Regions from separate parts of the Danio rerio genome. Here region 1 is linked to region 2. The links are chromatin contacts, called in public Hi-C maps. All regions are on one chromosome and are shown on one strand. The core of a region is the stretch at or near the end of the contact, and the rest is flanking DNA. Distances in the headings are between cores, read along the strand shown. Region 1 has its middle 34 kb from the start of zbtb18. Region 2 overlaps sdccag8 (SHH signaling and ciliogenesis regulator sdccag8).

The links. A called contact is a pair of places that touch in the nucleus more often than the background predicts.
Region 1: a contact with region 2 is called in a Hi-C map of an unstated tissue, with 1.8 times the contacts expected there. The contact joins two enhancer-like sites. A contact is called at or near these places in 2 of 18 Hi-C or Micro-C datasets (caudal fin and an unstated tissue).

The regions. Positions count from the first base shown.
Region 1 is chr13:11,888,189-11,892,485 of GRCz12tu, forward strand. No RefSeq gene overlaps it. Among named protein-coding and RNA genes, the nearest start is that of zbtb18, 34 kb to the left of the region's middle. Within about 2 kb of position 2,468, at least 22 of the 62 cell types and tissues checked have an H3K27ac peak or open chromatin away from gene starts, as enhancers often do.
Region 2 is chr13:11,586,437-11,590,593 of GRCz12tu, forward strand. The region is part of intron 16 of sdccag8 (SHH signaling and ciliogenesis regulator sdccag8); the gene reads left to right. Among named protein-coding and RNA genes, the nearest start is that of sdccag8, 82 kb to the left of the region's middle. Within about 2 kb of position 1,280, at least 5 of the 62 cell types and tissues checked have an H3K27ac peak or open chromatin away from gene starts, as enhancers often do.

The DNA.
Region 1 (4,297 bases), core at 1,218-3,717, 300 kb after region 2:
CTCCAGCGCGAGGAAAACTTTTCCTTTTTGGATGAGTGGAAGTGTTGCGGGTTGCGCTTCTGTCTGTACCTGGGCTTTAATGTGCACGTGTCCTAATGGGACAGGCAAACGCAGGCCCAGATGGTGAGACGAAGTGTTTCTACCGACTGAGGATGCGCGCTTAGCTAGATTAGCTTTCTATTTCTTCACAGCTTTGACATTTCTCACTTAAATTATTATTAAATTCAGTTCAACAATGTAGTTTGTGTTACTATGTTTTCATTAAATGACATCAAATAAATCGGACTGCATTTCTTTTGCAATGATTTACATTTGTAGATACTATCAAAAATATATTTTTCCATATTTATATTCTCCACACACTCAGCGGCCACAAAAAGTGTTTGGAGTCACACTTGACATCGCAGTAGTTTGCTTTAAAATATCAAGCAGAAATATATCAAAACTCAGCAAACAAGCAAAACATTTAATTTAAGAAAAAAATACTTTAAATTAAGTAAAAAGTTATTAATATATAAGATATGCATAAACTACTTATTAAAATTAATTCTAAATGCACAATAATAAAATAGATATGTACAGTATGAATAGTTTCAGCCGATTATAAAACTATTCTAAAATTATTTTAATAATTATAAATAAATAATAATTTATTATATATTTCCTAGTGATGTCTTGCAGATGGAAGGGCATCCACTACGTAAAACATTTGCTGGAATAGTTAGTGGTTCATTCCGCTGTGGTGACCCCGGATTAATAAAGGGACTAAGTCGAAAATGAATGAATGAATTTGTTCTATAAATTTACATAAATAAACTCATAAGTGCAAATAAATGTACAAACACATAAACAATTCAAACCCAAACCCATACGCTATACATATAGATTCATACAACATTTCTGTCTGGTTGTCAAATCTGATTGGCTGATAGCAGTGCGATATTCTGCAATAACAGCACTGGTACAGCCTCTTCACCCTTCTGCATTACTTTGCCCACATAGAGTGATCACATATTGTGGCTGTCGGACAACATGATGTACTTTTGAGGGGGTTTTTTTAGGTGAGAATGTAGTTGTTTAGATTGCAACTATGCAGTTTATTCATAAGGATAGTGCCTATTTAAAATATTTATAATTTCAGAGATACTCAACATGGTGACAGAGACCGCAAAATAAGCCAAAATAAGCAAAATAAGATGCAATACATATATGAAGAGTTCAGATGCAAAAACCTCTAAATGCCATCTGAAATGTTCTTCTAAAATGAGCATTTTTAACAGGCTCCTATGTGTAGGTTCAGTAATTTTACTTTTATGGCAAAAAATAAGGAGGCTGAGAAAAATTTTCATTTTCGACTGAAATTTCAGATGGCACTTAACCATATATATATATACATATATATCTGTTGTAAATATCCAAATTCTTAAAAACAAGCAAAACATTTTAAATAGATAATACTTAAACGCAAAGTAATATAATAATACTTTCCTTATAAAAATCATTAAGTATTATAAACAAAAAATTATATCCTACATATCCTAATATACAGATATCAATATATAAAACTATAAACTTGTGCTAAATCAATTGATAAATTTTTTATAAGCAACAAGATGCAAATAATTTTCTTTGAAAAATATATAAAAGTATATACAATAAATATTCAATTAATAAAAAACGATACATAAATACATTTATAATTTAAAATCTTTATTTTGATAAATCCATTGTTCATTCAATTATTTTCTTTTCAGCTTAGTCCCTTTACTAATCAGGGGTCGCCACAGCGGAATGAACCGCCAACTCGTCCAGCATATGTTTACCCAGCGTATGCCCTTCCAGCTGAAACCCAACACTGGGAAATAAGTACATTTTTCAAAAAGAAAATACAAGACTTTTACACATTGTAGTGACTTTTTTTTTTTTTTGCGTGTGACATGTGATGACCCACACCTGTGTGAACTGACTTCATACAACCACTAAATCCCTTATTAAACCAGCAGGTAAAGGTTAAAAGAAGCTCAATTATCATTTGTTTGCAGACTAATAACATTTTGAAGGGCCACTCCTGATTCCAAAAGTGTCTCCAAACACACACAGTTTCAGGGGCCAATGAATATCAATCGCCAAACATCTGAATGTCACCTAAAGACTTCACACTCGTCCAGACTTCCAGCTGATCCGGCAGGTTTATGTGTTTGTACAGGCTATACCTCTTTCTTTCTCTCTCTTCCTCTCTCTCTCTTTCTCTCTCTCTCTCTCTCTCTGTGTCGGCCAGTCCGTGTTGTTCTCGCCCTACTACTGCACTACAAGCCTTGCCCAAACAGGGCAATCCCTCCTGGGCAAATATTTAAAGTCAAAACAGCTCTGGCTCCATAAAGCTAGTTGGGTGGTGTGTCTACATCTGTCGGTTGGGGGAGGAGTGTGTGTGTGTGCGTGAGTGTGTGGATGAGCGCAGCAGCTGCCGAAACGAGTCTGGACGCTGCTGACGCCAACACCTGTCCGCTCTGGAGACAAGCTGAAGCAAATGTCCAGCACAGACGCCACTGAGAGCAGAGCATCCGCTGAAACTGCTGCCTTCTCCAGCATGAGCACCAGCACTTCAGCAATACACACTATTTAAAGGGATAGTTCACTCAAAACTCATCATTTACTCACCCTTTACTTGTTCCAAACCGGTTTGACTCTCTTTCTTCTGTTGAACACAAAAGAAGATAAGAAAAGAAGAAAGTTGGAAACCGGTAACCATTGACTTCCAGAGTATTTGTTTTGCCTACTATTGAAGTCGATGGTTACCAGTTTTCAACTTTCTTCAAAATATTTTCTTTTGTGTTCAAAAGAATGAAGAAACTCAAACTGGTATGGAACTAAATAATGGTAGAATTCATATTTTTGGTGTGAACTATCTCTTTAAGATGTATGATTTCCAAAAATATGGAGCGGCTCAGTGGTTTTCAACATGAATCAGCATATTATAAAATATTAAGCAGCACTACTTTTTTTAAAAAAGTTGATAAACATAAATTGATAAAAGATCAATGAATTTACATATTAGGAACATTGTAAGCAGCACAACTGCTTTCAACTTTTATAAAAAAAGGCATGATATTAGCATATTATAAAACTATTGAACTTTTTTCACTCAAAATTGCTAACCAAGCACCGAATCCATGTATTAGAAAAATATAGAGCTTATAGAGAAGTCTTTTTAACTTTTGTAAAAGTAATAAACGACACAGTATGTTACAAGCGGCGGTTCAGTGGCTTGCACTGTCTCCTCAAAGCAAGAAGGTCGTTGGTTCAATAATTGTGTTGATTCAGCTCATTATAATTAAGTAGTTAGAACAAACAGCTAAATATTCTTGTTTACCTCTTATTAGTCGTAGTTAATGTTAACATAATATTATTAGAAAAAAGAATATTAAATTTTATGTTAACGCTTTTTAATAATACACACTATGAATCAATTATTAGGCATTAGTACATAGTTAATTCATTATTTGTTAAGTATTAACTAATAGATGTTAGTAAGCAGTTTACAAATACAGATTACAAATGCTGCATCCTTGACTTATAAGCACATTTATAATGCGTTTAATAATTGTGTTTTCATACTTTATTACTTATTAATTGTTTATTACTAAATTTAGTATTACATTATTTACAAACCATTTTTATTTAAGAGTAGTTTGGGAAGAGGGGGGTTAAGATTATTCAGAATGTGAATGTTATTCAGAATGGTTACTGTCAATAAATGCTTTATTAACTCAACTTCATGCAGTTGTGTGACCTGATTTAAAGTGAAGAGTATTTTTGCTTTATAAATCCTTTATAAACAAGGTTCATACACATTTTTACTACTAAAATTCCATGACTTTTCCATGATTTTTCCAAGACTTTCAAGTAAATGCAATGTCTACATATGCGAGGTAAAAGAAAAACAATGCATGTTCAAATTTATTAAAGCATATCGTCTCCTCCTGTCTCCTCAAAGCAAGAAGGTTGTTGGTTCGAGTCCCGACTAGGTCAGTTGGCATTATATCCTCCTGGGAACCCGCTCACTGACTTGTGCCCTCTGTAGTGAACATTGTGTTTTCATGAATTTTCTTTGATTGTTTTGAGATACTCTGTCAAGCCCTGTTGTACTTTTCCGAGGACATCCTGGGCTGTCTAGTGATATGTCAATTGATTGGCTGGCGTGCTAGGATCCCCTTCTTGCTAGGAGAGAGGCATGTAAAATTGAGCTTTTTAAATGTTTTTTACTATTATTATTACATATATATTTGTTTATTAAAGT
Region 2 (4,157 bases), core at 30-2,529:
TTTCACTTCATACTGAATACGAGACATATTACAGGTTATTCTTGTTTATTGATGAAGAATTATACAAAAAAGAGCCAACTTACATATTTGTTGAAAGCATCTGAGCATGTATATCTTAAAACGCCTGCCTGAACATCTTAACAAACATTTATACTTTTTGTTTTAGTGACATGTTAATATAGTCCCATTGAAGATATTGAACTTTTTTGTTTTATCATTGTCACAAAAAACCCAAGCCCCCAAAATATAGCCACATCTGTCATTTTCTCCCTCTGTACCTGGATAGTGCCTACCTGCTGCACCTAAGGACTCTGAAAGCGATGTCTGTCTCACCCTAGCAGCACCTGTGCCTCTCCTTTCCTCCTCTTCTGACTGCCTAGTCATGGCATAGTCATATTCTGTCTATATGTAGGTGTTTGATTAGGTTTGTGGTATTACCACAGTACCTCACTGTTTTGTTACACACGTCACAAACTGCATCATTTGAGTTTATGGAGCTAAAGTAGCTCCACACATAACTTCGCTTGCGGTCACCCATATCTAGTGACAGCGTGACTGAACAACATGTGCCAGACCAGTAGACTAGCTAGCGTGATCTGCAGTTGTACAGTGCCATTTTACGCACATGACTTGGCAGGTGGAAGAACAAGTAGTTCCGACTAAGTTGGCATCATTCAGAGAAACTAGGGTAATTGTGATTACTTTCCACTGTATTTCTATTTCCAATAAACAACATATTTGCTCCAAATTACTGACATATTGATGTTTTGATAAGATAATCGATTCTAGAACATACATACAACGCTGGCATCGGAGATATCAATATTTTAGTATCGATTCACACTTCACTAATCAATATTAGATGAATGCAGACTTAAGTTAAGAGAAACTTGTAATGTGGGGTGGGCGGGGAGGGTTTAATCAATTTTGTTTAATCAATCAGCTTACTGACAAGTTTTTCTAAATAGTATGTAATGCATTTTTAGAAAAAAATAAATAGTTCGCATCACCTTCTTATTGTACACCTGGAAGTTGTAATACAGTGTGGTGTTATTGTTATATATTTTTTAATATTTGCATTAAATGTATTCTCATGATTAGCATGCAAACATTTCCTTAAAAACAATATATCCAAAAATCTCTAACTGACCTCCATCTTACTTCGCTTTTGAGATGTGTAAAGTGTGTGAAAGTGTCATCAGCGGTGGGGTTATGGGTGTCTGTGCGGCTCTGGCTTCAGTTAGCCTGAGAGCCAGCAGATGGTGTTCTTTCTCCAGGGTCAGCGGGGAAGCTCTTCTCCAGCTCTCGGTCGCGGGCAGAGGCAGCAGTGTCCAGGCCGGGCCAGCTCAGCCCAGCTCCATGCACTAAGCTGTATTAAAAACCTAATTAAGTTGCGTGCCAGTAAATGGAGGGAGGTTATTGGATTTGCAGCCTTAGCTGCTGGACGGCCTTCTAATTTAATCAGACTCCCGTTGTGTGTCCAGCTTCAGAGATAACTACAGGAGTTTTCTCTCTTTTTGTATTCTTGGGGACAGTTTATGGGAGTCAGATACAAACTAGCACAGGCCAGAACAAGGGCACAAGTCATGTGTACTGGACGGATTTGAGACTTTTTCTCTGCGTGTCTGTACAGAATGTAAATAAGGGGGAGATTTAGAGGCGTTTGACATTTGCTGATTAAGGGCCGTGTGATTGTGTAATAGGTTAATAATGCAGCATGTCTGTCTCCAGAGGTGCAAAGGTGCTGCAGATGGCATGTGTGTGTGAGGTGAAGGAATTAACTGCTGAATTACACAATGCCTAAAGAGCTTCACTCAGTCATGTCTGACGTTATATTGATACTGATTCTAATGGATGGAACAAGCTCATTTAGCCCACTGAAACTAACAAAGAGGAAGGAATAGAGCAGGAATTATTCCATGATTTCTTCTGTAATCCTTTTATTTGGTGACTTCTTGAAAAATAGTCTAATATTAGAATCATAAGCTGCAGATGATATTATGATGAGTTTGATGGCTAAAGTTTGAGCACTGGTCATTTTAATTACATTTTTAAAAAGCCTTCAGTGTCACATGATCTTTCAGAAATCATTTAAATAGTCATTTTTTATGAACAGTATAAGAAAAACTTCAGTATTAATGAGAAAACCAGTTACGGCTATATATTATTTACATAGTTTGATTAAAAAATTTCAACAGCATTGCTCAGCATAAATGTGTACACCCCTCATAGATCTCTCTTTTAAATGAATATTTTCTGTAAGATGCCTTACAATAACATATTTCTGTATACACATTACTACGATTAGTCAGTACCAAACCCACAATTGGTAGTAATGTAACACTTAGAACACCCAAATTAATATATTGGGGAAATATATTAAATACAAGTTTATTAAAGGCAAAAAAATCCAAAGAAACTTAAAAAGAAGGTTGTAATTTTCATTCATTTATTCATTTTTTTTTCGGCTTAGTTCGTTTATTAATCTGGGGTCGCCACAGCGTAATGAACCACCAACTCATCCAGCATAATTTATGCAGCAGATGCCCTTCTAGTCGCAACCCATCTCTGGGAAACATCCACACACACTCATACACTAGGGACATTTTAGCCTACCCAATTCACCTGTACCACATGTCTTTGGACTGTGGGGGAAACTCGAGCACCCGGAGGAAACCCACGCGAACACAGGTAGAACATGCAAAGAGAACATACAAACTCCACACAGAAACGCCAACTGACCCAGCAGAGGCTCGAACCAGCGACCTTCTTGCTGTGAGGCAGCAGCACTACCTACTGCGCCACTGCGTTGCCCAGGTTGTAATTTTGTAGTTTGTAATTTTTTTAATTACTCTTTGAATTTGAATATATTATCTTTCTATTCCTAAGGATGTTAGGTAACCAAACTCTTATTTTAATAGATATAATGGGTATTTCATAAACTCTGAATTATTTGTTATATTCACTAAGAAATGTTCACTAAGAAATATTCATTATTTTCAAAAGTGGTGTACTTATTTATGCTAAGCGTTAAAGATTTAAATTTTTAGTCCAGATTTTTCATTTCGTTGCACCTTTACTAGTGCTTAATTTATAAATGAATAATTTCTGGAACAAAACTAGAAAATAAAGGTTATCGTAAACAACCTCCGCCACACAATCTCAGTTTGCCCAAAACATGACATCATGGAACGATGATAGCACAAAAAGAGATTCTTTTCTGAACGGTCTTTAACTATTTTGTGCAGTATAACGTTATGCGTCAACAATAGGTAAAAAACAAACAATAGCTACAAGCATAAATCGAATGAAACATCAACTAACACCACTGACATTCAGTTCACTTCACTATTCGCCTGTGCCAGGCGAATATGACTCACTCAGTCCAATCTTCAAGAAGAGCCCACAGTTTCTTCTTCCGTCATGTTGTCTGGCTGATTTGAGATCATTTTGCTTTTGTTTCCCGCTTTCCTGATCCATTCGTGCAATGTTATCTCAAGATCTCTTTTGATCAGGCTTAATATCAAATTAACTTGAGGGTAACAATAAAGCTTGACTGCCTCTGGCATTTATGGCAAATATTATTTATATAGGCCACTATGCCATTATTTATTTTCGCTGGTCACTGTGTGCGAAACAATAATCACCAACCAACGAGAGTGATTGTAAACATAAGAAAGCCGATTGATCGAAAGTGACTACCTTTAAGTATGTGCGCACTCACACTATCCACTCAGCTTTGCTCGCTGTTTTTGAATCGGACTCATTCAAATTCTCTCTCTCTCACAGATAAAAACACACATACATGCAGGTATTCACCGTGCAAAAGTTAATGCAGGATCAATTAAAATACATCGAAGTGCAAAACAGGAATATCTAACATTTTCCAGAACAGGTTCTGGCAAGATCCAACTCAAATTAAGCACTGATTTTTGTGCTCAAATTATTGACACATTTGGTCTCTGGGCGGGGCCTTTGATGTGATGTAGAGCTATTCGCTTGTTAAGTCATGACTTACTGGATCCAATCGGCTGCTCATTTGAATAAAAAATAATCTTTTATGATTTTTTAGTCATGTCACGCATTAAAGTGAATTTCTTTAAAATATAAATTATAGTGTACACTACAGTCTCTGGCATTAGACACTAATAATTAAC